Regions from separate parts of the Callithrix jacchus genome. Here region 1 is linked to region 2. A link is a contact called in public Hi-C data. All regions are on one chromosome and are shown on one strand. The core of a region is the stretch at or near the end of the contact, and the rest is flanking DNA. Distances in the headings are between cores, read along the strand shown. Region 1 holds the start of RPS27 (ribosomal protein S27). Region 2 has its middle 17 kb from the start of SLC27A3.

Region 1 (3,692 bases), core at 1,163-3,662, 210 kb before region 2:
ACTGTTTCCAGAAAAGCCTTCTACGAACTATAAAGGACCCTAAGCTGTTTCTTTAAACTGGTGTGTTGGATTGTGTTGCAAAGAGTATGTCAGCTCTTAATTCTAAAAAAAACTTGGTTAAAAAAAGATACAGCTTCCCCCTCCCCTTAAAAAAAAAAATACATGGTCAGGCGAGGTGGCTCATGCCTGTAACGCCAGCACTTTGGGAGGCTGAAATGGGGGGATCGCCTAAGGTCAGGAGTTTAAGACCAGCTTGGCCAATATGGTGAAACCCTGTCTCTACTAAAAATACAGAAAGTAGCTGGGTGTGGTGGCATGTACACCTGTAGAGCCAGCTACTTCGGAGGCTAAGGCAGGAGAATCACTTGAACCCGAGAGGCAGAGGTTGCAGTGAGCCAAGATTGAGCCACTCCAGCCTGGGCAACAAAGCAAGACTCTGCCTCAAACCACACACACGACCAGGCACAGTGGCTCATGCCTATAATCTCAGCACTTTGGGAGGCCAAGGCACGTTATCACCTGAGGTCAGTTCAAAGACCAGTTTAAAAAAACCAGGCCGGGCAAGGTGGCTCTTGCCTATAATCCCAGCACTTTGGGAGGCCGAGGCAGCCACATCACGAGGTCAAGAGATAGAGACCATCCTGGCCAACATGGTGAAAACCCATCTCTACTAAAATACAAAAAATAGCTGGGCATGGTGGCATGTGCCTGCAGTCCCAGCTACTCCAGAGGCTGAGGCAGAATTGCTTGACCAGGGAGGTAGAGGTTGCGGTGCCAGGCGAGAGAGGGAGACTGTCTCAACAAAATTTTTTTACCCAATGAGCCTAGGTGGTTTAAAACGCCCCCAAACGGATTTTTAAAGTAATTGGCCACTTACTTGCCCAAACTGACTCTAATCTTCTCTTTCCGGTTGCCCTGAATACTTGAGACAGGATCCTAACAGTTAAACAAGACAATAAACAGGATTTATCCAAAATGTGTTTATTAAGATAGTTTCCCACTCATCTTGATTCAGAGTGCTTTTAGTGCTGCTTCCTCCTGAAAGAACATCCTGGAGGAAAAAGGTTCAGAGATTAGCTGATGACAGCCCAGGTATTCTGCCCACCTCCCCCACGAAACAAGCAGATGCCAGGAGATCCACCCACAGAAAGCTACATCTTTATTTTTCTGAAGTTTTAGCTACAGAATCATTTATATCATTTGGGTCACTTCATATCAACTTGAGCCCTTTTACTGCCCATTGACCCCAGCTTTAGACAGTAGTGCTTTGAGATTAGTATGTAGTTTTTGGTAGTATCTACTTAAAGAAAAAAACCATCAAATCCAACACTTCTTGTCTGAAAGTTTACATTATACATAATCTTTGTCACTCTAAGATTGAAATATCCAAAGGAAAAAAAAAAAAACGAAAATTGAAAGATCCTGAGAAGTGTTTTCATTTCTATAAAGCAAAAACTCAAACAAAACAAAAAAGAAAAACAAAGCCCCAAATCACATTAGTAAACCATTTACCTTCTGTAAGCCTTGCTTTTCCTCCTGTAGGCTGGCAGAGGACAGTGGAGCAACCAACACACAAAACTACCGTTTGTGCATGGCTGAAGACCGTGGTGATTTTATAGCATCCTAAAAAAAAAACAGATTAACATTTTCTTCCTCTACTACACCCGTATCTTTCCGGCATTTATGCCCAACTCCATTACTGTTTCCCAACACAAAAAAAGATAGGGATTGGATGTGAAACGTGATGGGGGATCACGCTGAAATGAATCACTCCTCCTAAGATGCAAAACGTTGCCAGTCTCATACATCCTAATTTTAAGAGTATCAGGAAAAATTTTTCACAGGCGAAGAAACTGAAGCTGCTGGACAGCTTCACGAATACGACACAGCTCACTCAACTTTTTCCAAGTGTTGAGGTCCAGTGCTTTCCCCACTACAGCAAGCCGTCTCCTCACCTGGGCATTTCACATCCATGAAGTAGGAATTGGGGCTTTGCACCAGGCGTTTCTTCTTGTGTTTCCTCTTCTCCTCTTCTGGAGACGGATGAAGGAGATCCTTTGCTAGCTAAGAAGGACAGAAATGCAGAGATTTAGAAACCAACGGCGAAAATGGGATGCTCGAAAACAGCCCCGACTGTCACACACCGGGGAGAGCTCGCCCCTCGCCGCCCCTGATGTCTGCGCAGCTGGGCCGCCATCTTATCTCCTCTCCGCTCCCGTCTATGCGGGTGGCCCGTGGACCGCTGCGGTCCCTGGAGTTAATGTCCTAAGTGCAGAGGGCAAATGAGGACCCTCTGCGATCCGAAATCAGCGGGAGGGGAGCGTGCGAACAGAAGAGCGAGATCTCCGCCGAAACCTGGACCAAAGCACTCACAGGCATGTTCTCGTGCGTAGATCGTCACCGCCGGAAAGGAGCGAAAGCGGAAATCCTGCCCCTTATATTGGACACACTACAGGAAATGACGCAAGACTCTTGTGCCGCCATGTTTGGAAGGTCCTACTTGGCTCTGCCGCGGTGAGGAGACAAGGGAGCTGTCATTTTCGGAAGGTCTTTAACTGATGGTTGTGACACAGATGCGTCACCATGCTGAGAGCGCTACCTTGCTATCCTGAGGTCAGCGTTTGATCACTATCAAGGGATAAATGGACACTTTTAAAATTTTGTGCCATATCTTGACAATTGAAGCCTAATAGGAAAGTGAGGAAAACACCAAGGAGAAGGAACCATATCCCAGAGTTACGTACTTTTTTTTTCTTTTTTTTTTTTTTTTTGAGACAGTTTCACTCTGTCACCAGGCGCCAGGCTGGAGAGCAGTGGCGCGACCTCGGCTCACTGCAGTCTCGCCTCCCAGGTTCAAGCAATTCTCCTGCCTCAGCCTCCCGAGTAGCTGGAACTAGAGGCGCGCGCCACCTCGCCCAGCTAATTTTTTGTATTTTTTAGTAGAGACGAGGTTTCACCATGTTGGCCTGGATGATCTCGATCTCTTGACATCGTGAACCGGCCTCGGCTTCCCAAACTGCTGGGATTACAGGGGTGAGCCACCGCACCCGGCCTATTAAAAAATGTATTTATTTATTTATGAGACACAGTCTCCCTCTATCGCCCAGGCTGGAGTCAGTGGTGCGATCTTGGCTCACTGCACCACCTAGCTTCTGTACTATTTTTTAATTACCGATATTATTTTTTTTTCTTTCTTTTTCAGAGGCCAGTGCAGTGTTCAGAATTTACTTATATTCCTAACTCTTTTTCTGTTGTTTTAATTTACCCATATTTAACAACAGGCGCGGTGGGTCACGCCTGTTATCCCAGCACTTTGGGAGGCCTAGGAGGGTGGATCACTTGAGGTCAGGAGTTCGAGACCAGCCTGGCCAACGTGGTGAAACCCGTCTCTACTAAAAATACAAATATTAACCGGCCGTGTGTTGAAAAACGCGCGCTTTGAATGAAGAAACCTTCCAAACAGGCTTTGTGTGAGCAACATGGCTGTTTATTCACCTGGGTGCAGGTGGGCTAAGGCCAAAAAGGGCATTAGCAAAGGGCGGTTGGATAGGAGTTGGTTTTATAGGTTTGGGTAGTTTCTTGGGGGGCAGGGGTGTTGCAGAGTAAGTTCAGTTACAGTGTTTGGGCGGTAGGGGCAAGGACAAGTATACATGACCACAAGTTCAGTTACAATGGCAGGGTTGGGTGAGAGG
Region 2 (3,485 bases), core at 643-3,142:
ATCTGCACTCCAGCATGGCTCGCAGGACAAAGAATGACCAATACAGGAGACCTGGTCCAAGGCCTGTCACTAAACAGCCATCCTGCCTTAGCCTAGTGACCCTCGCCTCTCTGCCATCTGCTCAACTGTAAGAGGGGAGACGGTCAAGACCTGCCTTTCATAGCTGCAAAGGTAAAGTGAAATGCCATGCTCTCAGGGCCGGGCGCAGTGGCTCACGCCTACAATCCCAGCACTTTGGGAGGCCGAGGCAGGTGGATCACGAGGTCAAGAGATCGAGACCATCCTGGTCAACATGGTGGAACCCCGTCTCTACTAAAAATACAAAAATTAGCTGGGCATGGTGGCGCACGCCTGTAGTCCCAGCTACTCAGGAGGCTGAGGCAGGAGAATTGCTCAGAGGTTGTGGTGAGCCGAGATCGCGCCATTGCACTCCAGCCTGCATAACAAGAGTGAAACTCTGTCTCAAAAAAAAAGTAGAAAAGAAAAGAGAAAATTTATTTTTTGAGACAGTGTCTCACTCTGCTGCCCAAGCTGAAGTACACTGGCAAGATCACAGCTCACTGCGATCTCCACCTCCTGGGCTCGAACGATTCTTCCCCCTCAGCCTCCCAAGTAGCTGGGACTGTAGGTGTGTGTTACCTCGATACGCAATGTTAAACATTTTTTCATAGGTATGTAGAGATGGGTCTCACTCTATCGCCCAGGCTGGTCTTGAACTCCTGGATTCAAGCAATTCTCCCACCTCAGCCTCCCAAAGTGCTGGGATTATAGGCGTGAGCAGCTGTGTCTGGCCCACTTCCTCTTTTTTCTTGGAACCGTTTTACTGAGATATAATTGACATAGCAGAAATTTCACCATCACCCATGTCAGGAATTCAGTGGCTTTCAGTATACGTTCAGTTGCACGACTGCAATTATTTTAAAACATTGAATCACCCCAAAAAGAAACTTATACCCACTAACATTCACTCCCATCTGCCCTCTCTCAGCTCCTGCCAATCACCATTAGATTTTCTGTTTCTATGAATTTGACTACTCTGGGTATCTTACATACAGTGGAATCATATATTTGTCCTTTCCTGCCTGGCGTATTTCACTTAGCATGGTGTCTTCAAGTTTCATCCATGTTGTATCCTGTCTCAGAACTTCATTCTTTTTAACGCCTGAATAAGATTCCATTGCACGGATATACTACATTTTGTTTATCTGCTCATCAGGAGACTGACATTAGGGTTGTTTCCACTTTTGGCTATTATGAGCGATGCTGCTACAAACAGCCCTGCATAGGTTTTTGTGTGGATGGATGACTTCCGTTCTCCCGGGCATGGAATGGAGCCGCTGGGTCACATAGTAACTATATTTTGAGGAACTGCCAAACTGTCTTCCACAGTGACTGCAGCATTTTACATTCCAAGCACTTCCTTTTATAACCCTCAAACAGGAGTTAACTTTATTGGTCCCAGGCCCCTTTGAGAATTTGATTAAAGCCTCCCTTCTGCCCCCAAGGGTATAGACCCACACTCCCAGCCCAGATACGGAGCCCCGAATAGCCTTGAGCTCAGGAAACTGCTGAGAGCAGCCCTCCTTCCCTTCCTCTCCGACAATTGCCTATTGGCTCAATCTCGAACGTTTCAATCTCTGGCGTCGTCTGAGGTTTCACAGCTGCCCAGGCTTTCCTGGAATAACGTCCCTGGAAAGACTCAGCTGGCAGAAAGAATCCCCCGAAAGCCCCCCAGGCGCACCCGCGACACTGTCTCCTTTCTCAGCCACTCCTCTCTCTCTCCTCTCAGCCCGGACCTCTGCCTCTCTCCGAGCCTTTTTTCTGCCTCCGCCTGGCTCTGCCCATCTTCACCGGTCTCCCCATCCGTGGTCGGCAGAATAGGGCCCTGGAGAGATCCACGTCCTCACCCCGGAACCTAAGAATGTGCTCAGTTACATGGCAAGGGGAAGTGAAGGCTGCTACAGCTGATCCTAAAGAGGTGCTCAGGATTACCCAGGTGGGCCTGATGTCATCATGAGAGTCCTTAAAAGCAGAAGAGGAAGGCGGAGGAGAGTCAGAGGCACCCCGTGCGGGAGGAAGGGGCCACAGCCGGGGACGCCGGGTGGCCGCGAGAAACCGGAAAAGGTGAGGAAGCGCGTGCGCCCCTACAGCTTCCAGAAGGAAACGCAGCCCCGCCGGGGTCGGGCTGGATTTTAGGTCAGGGAGCCCTGTCAGACGTCTGACTGCAAAACTATCAGATCAGACATTCAGGTTTGAAGCCCTGTCTGTGGTAATCCGTTATAGCCCCCGCAGGAAACGAACGGACGACTCCTGTGGGCTCCGTCTCTGATAGTCACTCCAGGGCGCGGCATTTCACACCGGCTTTCGTGCGTGTCCCCCCCCCCCCCGCCCCGAGCGAGCTCCAGGGGGCCGGGGGCTTTGTGGTGCTCCCTGCTGTGTGTCCTGAGCAGAGTCTGGCACAGGATGGCCTCCCGGTAAATGTTTGTTAAGGGGAGGAGGGCCCCGGCGTGGTGGTTCGCGCCTGTCATCCCAGCACTTGCTCACTTGAGGTCAGCCTGGGCAATGTGGCAAAACCCCATCTCTACAAAAAATTAGCCGGGCGTGGTAGCACACCTGCAGTTCCAGCTATTCGGGAAGCCGAAACAGGAGGATCGTTTGAGCCTGGGAAGCAGAGGTTGCAGTGAGCCAAGAAAGCGCCACGAAAGCGCCACTGCACTCCAGCCTGGGGGACAGAGTGAGGACCCTGTCTCAACAAAGAAAAAAATTACAACGTTTTCTTCATAACCACAATGCCATTATCACATATAACAAAATTAATAACAATTCCTTAATATCATCTAATACCTAGTCCTTAACCAAATAATCCCTGATTGTCTCAAAAATGACGTTCTGGTTTTTTTTTTGTTTGTTTTGTTTTCAATCAAGAACAAGGTTTATACACTCCATTTGATTATTAGGCTTCTTTTTTTTTTTTTTTTAAGATGTGGTTTCACCATGATGGCCAGGCTGGTTTTGAACTGACCTCAGGTGATCCACCCACCTCAGCCTCCCAAAGTGCTAGGATCACAGGTGTGAGCCACCGCACCTGGCTGATTATTATGCTTCATAATGATCTTAGCAAATACAAACACCCCCAGCCCTCACCCTTATAGTCATTGGGTTGTTGAAGAGACTGGGTAAATTTTCCAGTAAAATTTCGCATGTTCTGGATCTGTTTGTTATTATTATTTTTTTGGTGCTATTGAATACGTTCCTCTATATATGGATGTTGGCCCAGAGGCTTGGTTTATTCAGGTTCCACTTCTAGGCAAGAAGATTTTCTAGGTGGTGTTTTATGCTGCACACTGCATTCAGGAGATGCAAAATATCTGGTTGTCAGGCCGGGCGCGGTGCCTCAAGCCTGTAATCCCAGCACTTTGGGAGGCTGAGGCGGGTGGATCATGAGGTCAAGAGATCGAGACCATCCTGATCAACATGGTGAAACC

The links. A called contact is a pair of places that touch in the nucleus more often than the background predicts.
Region 1: a Hi-C map of skeletal muscle shows a contact between it and region 2, with 4 times the contacts expected there. The contact joins the promoter of RPS27 here to the enhancer-like site in region 2. A contact is called at or near these places in 3 of 3 Hi-C or Micro-C datasets (induced pluripotent stem cells and skeletal muscle).

Annotation. Positions count from the first base shown.
Region 1 is chr18:14,420,953-14,424,644 of calJac240_pri, reverse strand. It overlaps RPS27 (ribosomal protein S27), which reads right to left and starts at 2,412. Exons shown (of 4, transcript XM_078355792.1): 1 at 2,145-2,412; 2 at 1,956-2,064; 3 at 1,513-1,623; 4 at 966-1,051. The coding sequence starts at 1,974. The coding sequence ends at 1,023. RAB13 (RAB13, member RAS oncogene family) reads left to right here and starts at 2,464. Exons shown (of 8, transcript XM_035279951.2): 1 at 2,464-2,613. It overlaps NUP210L (nucleoporin 210 like), which reads left to right. Exons shown (of 39, transcript XM_035279949.3): 39 at 1-58.
Region 2 is chr18:14,212,353-14,215,837 of calJac240_pri, reverse strand. No RefSeq gene overlaps it. Among named protein-coding and RNA genes, the nearest start is that of SLC27A3, 17 kb to the right of the region's middle. Within about 2 kb of position 1,892, at least 16 of the 16 cell types and tissues checked have an H3K27ac peak or open chromatin away from gene starts, as enhancers often do. A contact at or near this core is called in skeletal muscle, where this site is marked.